Regions from separate parts of the Gossypium hirsutum genome. Here regions 1 and 2 are each linked to region 3. A link is a contact called in public Hi-C data. All regions are on one chromosome and are shown on one strand. Each heading gives the region's core, a stretch centred on a gene start, on an enhancer-like site or on the middle of the called end of the contact. The rest is flanking DNA. Distances are from core to core; before and after follow the strand shown.

Region 1 (3,266 bases), core at 4-2,503, 67 kb before region 3:
CAGGAACTTTCAGCAGAGGGTATGTGAGTTGAGTTTACCCTCTTTATGTTTGTGGGCTTTTATTGTAAAGAAATGGGTGAGGGTCTAAGAGGGTACAAAAGTGGGGCTCTGAAACTTTAGAAAATCTTTGCGGTTTGTATGGTATATGTTTCTCTTGACCTTAATTATAGAGCTAATAGAGATGTGGAAAAAAATTGCCCCCACAGTTTCATAAAAAATTTCCCTCACTCATCATTATTCATATTGGGTACCTGTAGTAGATAAAGCAAAACCAATGAACAGTACGTCCTTTTTACAAATAAAATTGCACCGCAAATAAAATTTATAAGCAAAGCAAAAGCAAGTGAGAGAAAAATGTTGACTTGAGAGACATTAGACACTTTGGTACGAATTTCATGCTTAACATTGCATGCTAGGTTGGGTTGGGCAGACACAGAACATGAAGAAAAGTAGAAATCTAGCAATGGTGGGACCTGAGGTCTTTGATATTAATGCCATCACTTGTATGGGTATTCAATTTACATATTTATTGGTTCGGCTATCTCGCTCTAATTTTCCCCGTCACTATGTCATTGCCCTGCTGGTTTTCTTTTGTCATTCCAATATTTTATCGAGCACATGGTGCAAATGGTTAAACAACAGAACAACACCTATTTGATTCATGGATACAAACATTACCTGGGGTCTTCTCTAGACAAAATCGGCTCTGACGCAGAATCATGGAGGACAAAAGTTAAACATTCTCTCTTCTTAAAACTATTAATTTTTGTCTTTACCTTAGCATTTTGAATGACTTGACTTGAAGCCAAGTCACTGAACATGCCCAACTCTTCAAGCCCAGTAAACCCTCTGGCTGGATGATGGGCAATATATTGATATTTTGATTTGTGTTTTATTTTTGGTCGAAGTTCAAATTTCATTTCATAGGAATACAGCAAATGGGAACAATGTCCCATGCAAACAAAGGACAATGAAGCCTCCAACCCAAATAAACGAAACGAAGGAAGCACTCGAAAACCCAAGTCTCATAAAAGACAACACCCTAGAAGATGAGTAAACCCTACAATTTATGTCAGAGACAGTTCGTCATTGCTTGAATTAAGCCTCCTTGCCTAATGGAGGCAAAAAGAGATCTCAGCACAAACGTCGCCCAACAGTAAGATGCATTACTCAACTCTCAAGGTAACGGACATTGATATAGTGAGTTTAAGCAACCCTTGCCTTCGGTAGTGGATACTACTCTTGACTTGAACCAATAGACCAAACGAGCCTCATGGGACTCGAGTTCCGTAGCCTAATCGCGACGCGAAAACACAGCACAGTCCATAGGCCACAAAGCTTATTTTTCCAACCGGACCCCATCTTACCGGAAATATTGGTTGGAGTTTGGCAACAGCAAAGTTTCTTTGGAGAGATTGGGATTATGTTATATACATTTATAGGAGTTAGAATAAAATCTCGCCATTATATAATCAAAATTTTAGTATTTTGAAGTCAAACTATAATTTTATTAACAAATAGATTTAAAAAATTTAGAGGGTCAACCAGAATTTTTCAAATTGGGGAGTTAGGCTCCCTACCTGAGCCCTTGGGAGTTCAGGAACAACCGAAGAGTCGACCACCATTACAGCACCTCAACCCTAAAGAATAAGAAACACAACGCAGGCAATCGGGATCTCCGGTTAGCACCCAGAGGCCAGGGCAGAGAAGCGGTTAGGATGGATGAAACCACCGAGCGGACCACCATTTGATACTGTTTATGGTGTTTTAAATTGAAGTAACTAGAACTTTTAGTATATGGTCCATTCAAGTTCATAATGATGCATATTAAGCAAAATTGCAACATAGTTGGGTTGTTAAGTAGGTAGCCTTGGTGTTTTGTGGAATAAATTTTCATTTTTGTAATATTTATAAATAAGCAGTGGTGATGTACCGTCACCTCCATTTGATTGCCACGAAAAAGCCCCCAACACTTGTGCATTCTGATCTATGCCTTATAAATATATGGTAGTGGCGGTTCCATTAGGAATTTGATACTAATCCTCACACAACCCTAAACTAATATCTAACATTACTTTAATCCCATCACTAAATAAACAACAATACAACATATGTTTATCTAGAAATGATTACAGTATTTGACTTACAGTTCTGATTAGATTTTTTTTTTTGGTTTTATCAAACCAAACTAATAATTGTGGATATGATTCAAATTGATTAATCAAGTTGATTTATGGTTCATTTATGAGATTGTTTAAGTGATCCCTTAAAGATAATTTATTATGAGAATATGATATACTAACTAATAATATTAACTTTTAAATTTGGTTTACATTCAAACTTAAATGAACCCAGCTCAAGGATTTAAAAATAGAGAGATGAATGTGAACATAAAATTGTTGGTTGAAACATAGATGAAGAAGACAGGTTAAAGATGCAAATGGGTGTGTTGGTGAGAGCAATGAAGTGGTTTCCCAGTTGGACAATTGAAATGAGAAGAGAAAAATGGAAACCCCCAATTTCAACACCTTATCCACATACATTATCCACACACATTACAGCAGATCAGAATTGATCTCAAAAGGTCCCAACCACTAACCAAGTGTTATAAATGACTAGAGGAAGGAAAAAAAACAAAGAACTTGAGAATGCAACATCACTTGCATCACACATAGGCCTTTTGGCTCTTTTAAGTCAATGTGGGTCTCACGTGTAATAGAGGTAAAATTATCGGGTGATTGTATTAAGAGTCAGATTATATTTTATTATCTACTCAGAAAATGGACAAATTGGTTCATTAGACTAAAGAGCAAATTGGTCTGTTACGTTAATTTTCTTTTATCTTTTTGTATTGTTAAAAATTAGAATTGTGGATAGAACAATCAGATAGTTACATGTGACATACCATGTATATCTAATGCTGACATATAGGGACCAATTTTTAACAACAAAAATTGATGAAATTTTTAACAAAAAAATCAGTTTGCTCTTTAATCTAATTTATAAAGACTAATTTATCTATTTTTTTAGTAAAGAAAGTAAAATACAATTTAACTATTAATACATGAGTCCTCATTATATTTTTACTATAAATAACATACACTTGTTTTATAAGTAGATATGTTATTGGGTCAAGAACTGACCCGATTAATGTTAGATCGAGGCTTAAATTTTTTAAATCTAACCTAATTCTACTCATGATTTTTTTTCTTTTTAAGTTATTTGTTTAGAATTTTTTTTTCTAGATTTTAATTTTAATTCAAAAA
Region 2 (3,296 bases), core at 326-2,825, 120 kb before region 3:
TTTAATTATTGAACTATATAAAATTTTTTATTTAAATCACTGGACTGTTAAAACCAATGCTATATGATTTTCTTTATTCACACTGCCTCCACCAATCGAATTCTCTCTTTTCCTTTATCTTTTACGGTTCAAATTTTTTTCATAAAACAGTTTTAGACGTCATAAATCTGTGAACTAAAATTCAAACATTTTTTTCTAATCTTCGATATTAATCATTAGATCATCTTAGATATAAGATATGTTATTCTTTTCGTCGATAAGTACTAATCTACTATATCGATTGTCGAATCATCAGTTGGAGTTCATTGCTAGAACTTTTTAAAAATAAAACTTCACAATTTAGTGACTTAAATGAAAACTTTTAAATAATTCAGTGTCTAAATTGTAACTTCTTTAATTAAATCAATAAAAGAAATTATCCATACTTAAAAATAATTTGATCATGTTCGATGTAGTCGGATATTTAGGCGTTTAACGTTTATTAAATGGATGAGAACATGAATGTGCAATTAATGGGGGATGACAAACCGACACTCACTCCATATATTAGTATCACCCACCCACCAACCCACCTTCTTTTTTTTTTTTTTTTATCTCTGTTATGGATGTGGTTTGCTTTGAGATAATGCACCATGGAGATTATTATTGTTTATTATAGGCCTTGTTCAATTTTAGTAAAACGTGAATGATTTGATCTCATTGTTTTATCAAGGGTTGGTTTAGCATTCTCGTTAATACAAATTTTGAGGTCAAAAATTTTCTTTTACATAGGTAAAATATTTTGGGATTATCATTTGATTTGTATCATTCTCGTGTTTATATATATAATTTTATTTTAAACAAATATTTTTTTAATATTTTAATTCCTAAAAGCATTTTCTCAAACTCAAGTTTTTCTTAAACCAAATTAGATTATTTATTTAATTTTTTAATTAGACTGGATCGGTCGGGTATTGATTAGAAGAGTTGACTCACTACATTTGAAATTAGTTAAATCATATTAAATATCAATTGAAATAACAGTTTAATTGATTTTTTTATTTTTAAAATAATTTATCTAATTAAATCAAATGAATTGATTAAAATAAAAATAAATAATTTGACTGAATTAATTACGTATTTAATTTTGAAAATCTTAGATTTAATGTTAGAAAAGATATGTGACCTAGGAATCTCTCCACAGTCATCCACAAATAAACCTTCATTTGTTATAACCTAAATATCTGGGATATGAGTATAAAATTAGGGTCATGAAAGGTCAGTTTAGTGTAGAGGGGTAAAGACAACATATGATTCTAAAATTTGATTGACACGTGTATGAGCTAAGGTGGATCCATTGACCGTCAAGGACACTCAAATTAATCATAGCTGGCAAGTACCACTGTTGGATTTATATATCCATGAGGCATTAAGTAAATCTGATAACCAAAAACCACATATTTCCTCTGCCTTTAATTCTCCTCTCATATCATCTATCAAGTAATAGTAAAGTGTGATTTGGGGTCCTAACATAGTGTCCCCCTTGGACAATGATGGCTATTTTGCTACCACCAGCTGAAAACACCGTCCTGCCACTGCCAGTCCATCTGTCCCACAGGCATGAATGCGTGTGCAACTATCTCATTAATCCCCCTCCCCCCTCTTATATTTAACCTTCGCCTCTATTGGCTCTGCACCAAGTTTGAAAACTTCATTCCTAACACACCAACATGCACCTCAACACCATTTACAAATCTACTTTTAGCACTTGGCAACATTGCCAATCTCATTCTCCTTCCATGCACTAACTTCTAACTAACCACACTTCAAACTCCTCCTAGTCACAAATACTGGTGCCATCCGGCCAAAACGCCGCATCTACTGCCTAACATTGTCAAAGTCTTGTGCGTAGATCCCTCCACTCTACATATCACATCCAATGCTTCTCAATGCATCCATCGCAAACTTTGATCAAGAGCTTAAACAGCCACATAAGGGTGACATTGACTAGCTCCATGATGATGATGAAATAGTCCTTAGTCCTTTTTTTTATTATCTTGAAAAGGTATAAACCCTTAGTCCTTGGTCATTCGTCAAGGAGAGGTACCGCCAACTTGAACACCCAAGGCGCATGTGATGGAACAATTGATTGTTATTGGTCACCTCAACCATAACCTACAAAGAGTTTTTGACATCATAAGGAGTACCGTGGTCTAGGGCTCTAGTAGGACTTGGTATTACTCCCTCAATCCTAGGTCTATTGCTTCAAATTTAAACCACGATAGGAGAAACCTTTTGGGGCTATTTTGTGATTTCGTCAGAAAAATTATAGTTGAGTAATCAGTCATTCATTTGTCCGTTGCTAAAAGTTAAATTTTTGCCGAAAATATTGAATTATTTTCAGTAGAAAACAATATTCTCTCTCGTTGCGTCTTTATCCTCATTCCATAGCAATATTAAGATTAGTAAAAATTTATGTTTGAATTCTATGAATTAATTAACTGATTACAAATGCAGATTTCTGTACGTAGTTGCAAATTCTATCCATTGCCACTGGAGCTAGCTAGTGGTACTGCCACTACAAAATGAACTAATCTGACTGCCACTAAGTTATTGCATATTATAAATAACTTATAAAAATATCATAGGGTGAATCTCTCCATCTCTCTTTTTAGGAATAAATTACTAATAAACACCTTGCTTACATAATGGCAGTCTTTTAAACACTATAATCGGGTTATTCATCCAATTAATTATTCCGGTATATACATAAGATTAATAGACTGACCCTGGATATGAACAGCATGCGTTACTGTCAATTTAACTCACAAGCATATAGGTTGCAGGATTATTCATTTAATCCTAAATCTAAATGTCTTGTCTTCATCTCGGGTTGTTAAGTAGTTAGTAACTAACATGTATCTATGTTCAAAAATTGTCCAAATCAAAGGTTGTTAGACTAAGGAATGAGTTCACATGTTACCAAATTTACATATAGATTATTAATTATTCCATGGGAATATTTTAAGATATAACATTTGATATCTAAAATTGATATTTTTTTAATTTGGTACTTAAAATTTTTTGAGTCCAATTTGGTATTGGAATTTGACATTTTTTTTAAATTTGATACCTAACTTTTTTTTAGGTTCAATTGGTACCTAATTTATTAAACATTAGACAAATTACGCAAAATACTAACGGTGTTAATTTTTTTCTTGTTATGCTACAAAAATATTACCAATATTAGAGGATATTCATGTTAAAAAAAATAGGTATTGAGCTATACTTAATGAATTGATATTAAATAAGAAAAT
Region 3 (3,551 bases), core at 69-2,568:
TGTTGTAATTAAATATGAAAACAAAATCAATCCTTAATTGATGCAAATTACGTGGTAGCTCCAAATTATGTCTTATGTGTGAACTTCATTTTCTTTTGGTTCTTCTTACAATTTTTTTTGCTCGTAAATGCTTTATGCCGCTCAATGCTGAAAGCCATGCTTTTTTAAACCCAGGGGTGAGTGGCAATTGATTCAAAAAAATTTCTCGGGTGAGTGGGGAGTTGAAAGTACTAGAGGGAAAACGCTCTATGTAGGACGCATTTTTAGTAAACTGTTAGAAAAAAAGCATTGAAAGCGCGTAGGTGACACGTTTTCAACTGACATAGCATGAAAACGCGTCCAGCTAGATGTGCTTTAAGTGCTTTTATTTTATAGCGCACTGAAAATGCGTCCTACTGAAGCATTTTCCCTTTATCACTTTCAACTCTACACTTTTTCCAACTCAACCATTAGATATCCCGAGATTCTCGTGATATTTTTTTTTGAAGAAATCTGAAAGTTCGAAAAGAATGAATTGAAAAATCTGATCGATCTCAACCTCCCGTGAAAAAAAAAGATCAAAACTCAGTTGCATTTAAGAAAACTGAAAAAAAAGTACAAACTAAGATTTAATCAAATCGAGTAGTTTGAGTTTCGATTATGAATCGAATTGAATTTTAAAATTTGAATACACAATTGGTGTAAATACAATACTTTTAAATATTGAATTAAATAATTATTAACTTTACATCTCAAAAAAATTATAAAAAAAGACTAAAGAATATATAAAAAACTTAAAAGTATTAAAAAAAAATTAAAACTCTACACAACCCTGACTGCAAGTCCTAAAATCCACACAACCCTAACCCTATTTAAAAAAATAAAATCCTAACTCTAAAAAAAATCAAAATCATTTAAAAAAAACCAATCTAATCCCGTAATTATTTTAAAAAACCGGAATTTTCAGAAATTCGCTATGAGTTTCGAGTTTCTAATGATGAAGGCATAATTTGTAATTAGATAATTTCCATTTTTGCAATTTTCTTCATTATTTTACCAATGATATCCCCGCAAATATATTACTAAGTAATTATTTGATATATTAGTAATAGAATAGATCAAAAAAAGAAAGAAATTCTAAGTAAAGTTAAAAAAGGCGTTGCATAATTTTTAATTAATATATTAGTGTAGTTATGATTAAATTGAGACAAAATTTTAGTCCGGCCCTCTAGTTGAAATTATTTACTCATCCATGGGCTTTTGAGTTGAAAGTTATATCCCATAATAGAGAGAAGCTGATGGATCAAAACGTATACAGCTTCACTCCATAATATAGGTTAGTGTTTGGATTTAAATTTAACCCAATATTGAAGTTGGGCCTGCCTTAGTGCTCTATACAATTGTATATATAAAAGGCCTTTATATTTTTAAGATTTTTTTAATATTAATTTTATTATAATTTCTTATCTTATTCTTGTTTTTTATAGAGTCTCTAGAATTATTTATAGCCTCCCTCCTCAACTCTTAAATAGGAAGATAATACGCTTCAACGCACTCGAACTCACGACCCCTTGCGTTGACAACGATATTTACACCAATTGAGTTAAGACTCAATCGAATATTTTAAAACATATTTGGTCACAATTTTTATTGCTTAAATGCTCCATTTAGGACTCTAATAAACATCTTAATGGTGGTTTGTAGTTTTGTAATTTGTAGTGATATAGTTTTGTTGTATGAAATATGAAATTGAGATGTTTCTCTCATTCTTACCATAATATGTCTTTTGGTTAGGTTTGGTTCGTAATTTTGTCATACAATTATTATGATAAAATTATATAAATTCTGAAATGATTGAAATATGATACAAAAATATTGATAATACTTTAAACATGTCATGAAAAATAAAATGTACATATACCACTAATATGTATATAAAACAATTTATTAATATGAAAATAATTTAATCAAAACTTATAAAAATTTGAATTCAATATGATTTAAATTTTCAAATAACATAAATTGAAACAACTTAAGCTTAAGATTGATATCAAGAAAATCATAACTCAAGAAACATTCCTCTAACTTTGATTCGAATTTGAAATTACTCAAATAAAAATATACAAATATATATATAAAAAAAGTATACACCTAAGAAAATTAAATCAGATCCTAAATATTTCGTTAGTATTGATGAAAATAAAAAGCTAAAAAAAAAAGACATCAATTATGTCGCATAAGGGAGAGCTCTAAAACTTTGTATCGAGCATTCTCAAACTAGTAGTGATAACAAAGTGAAAACAAATCAAAGGATGAGAAAAGAAAAAAAAAACGAAAAACAGGAGGATATTAGTTTAAAATTATATATATTTTAAATATTATATATATATTTTTTAATTTTCAACCCATTAAACAATGAATGGAAAGATAATTATTTTTTCTTTTAATTTTTCATTTTTCCACGCATCTATAAGAAAATTATATTTTTCACCTTTCAATTTTTTTCCTACACTACCATACAACAAAGCCTTGGTGCGGTATAGATATGGATTAATAAACTAAAAAAAAAAAAACAACAACAACAGCAACAACAACTATAACATTCTAACCAATATTCAATTAATTTTACAAGACAAATATCTTTATTAACATTTAATCTCAAAGATACATTGAATAATTTAAAGATTAAATTATTTAAAAATGCTTTTATTTAAAAATAATTAAAAAATATTAATATTAAATTAAAGTATATTGTAAACCTATACGATGAGTAAACTACCAAGGATTGGGTACAATGTTTGCTATTCATTCAATAGTTGAAAAATAAAATATTATTGTCAAGTAATAATTATTATGCAAAATAAGAAAATGCTTTGATTACTATTCAACCTCAATTCACTAATGTTGTAGTTAAGGATCACCTTCAATTAATGATAATTAATAATTTATATCAAATTAACCCCAATTTAGAATCAATGACATGAATGCGTCTCTAAGTTTAGGCCAAACGCTAAATATCTAATGGAAGACCTAAAATTCTAAGAAAAATAGTTAGAAATTTGGATACATAAAATTTTTTAAGAACATAACCTTTGATATACCAAAATTTATAGCGAAATAGTAAAATTTTAAGAATGTGACTTTAGATATTTTGGTATATCAATATTTTTAATAAAATATCAAAATTTCTAAAATTGTATCATTACATATTTGGGTATACTAAAATACTAATGAAACACCAAAAATTTTAGGAAAAAAATGTTTGAAATTTGGGTGTACCAGATTTTGGCAAGATAATTTACCTTGGAGTATGTTGAAAAACTGATCATGAATGAAAAAAGAAATGCTTTGTGATATTAATAAGTATCTCAATGCATAATTACAAACTTATTGACCTTTTATAGATTATCTGCTAACAAACTAACTATATTAACAATAAAGCTAACTACTCAAACTAATTATCAATAAACTTCTCAACACTCCCCCTCAAGTTGAGGCAGATCTTTGACCCCCAACTTGGACACCAAATATTCATGTTGTTTGATTCTGAGTGCTTTAGTCATCAAGTCTGC

What was found. A called contact is a pair of places that touch in the nucleus more often than the background predicts.
Region 1: a Hi-C map of leaf shows a contact between it and region 3, with 2.9 times the contacts expected there. The contact joins two enhancer-like sites. A contact is called at or near these places in 2 of 34 Hi-C or Micro-C datasets (both in leaf).
Region 2: a Hi-C map of leaf shows a contact between it and region 3, with 1.7 times the contacts expected there. The contact joins two enhancer-like sites. A contact is called at or near these places in 2 of 34 Hi-C or Micro-C datasets (hypocotyl and leaf).

What each region holds. Positions count from the first base shown.
Region 1 is chrA03:106,265,423-106,268,688 of Gossypium_hirsutum_v2.1, reverse strand. LOC107886756 reads left to right here. Exons shown (of 6, transcript XM_016810812.2): 6 at 1-164. Among protein-coding and RNA genes, the nearest start is that of LOC107886756, 5.0 kb to the left of the region's middle. Within about 2 kb of position 1,253, at least 8 of the 9 cell types and tissues checked have an H3K27ac peak or open chromatin away from gene starts, as enhancers often do. A contact at or near this core is called in leaf, where this site is marked.
Region 2 is chrA03:106,314,695-106,317,990 of Gossypium_hirsutum_v2.1, reverse strand. No RefSeq gene overlaps it. Among protein-coding and RNA genes, the nearest start is that of LOC107886756, 44 kb to the right of the region's middle. Within about 2 kb of position 1,575, at least 4 of the 9 cell types and tissues checked have an H3K27ac peak or open chromatin away from gene starts, as enhancers often do. A contact at or near this core is called in leaf, where this site is marked.
Region 3 is chrA03:106,198,213-106,201,763 of Gossypium_hirsutum_v2.1, reverse strand. No RefSeq gene overlaps it. Among protein-coding and RNA genes, the nearest start is that of LOC107886757, 31 kb to the right of the region's middle. Within about 2 kb of position 1,318, at least 1 of the 9 cell types and tissues checked has an H3K27ac peak or open chromatin away from gene starts, as enhancers often do. A contact at or near this core is called in leaf, where this site is marked.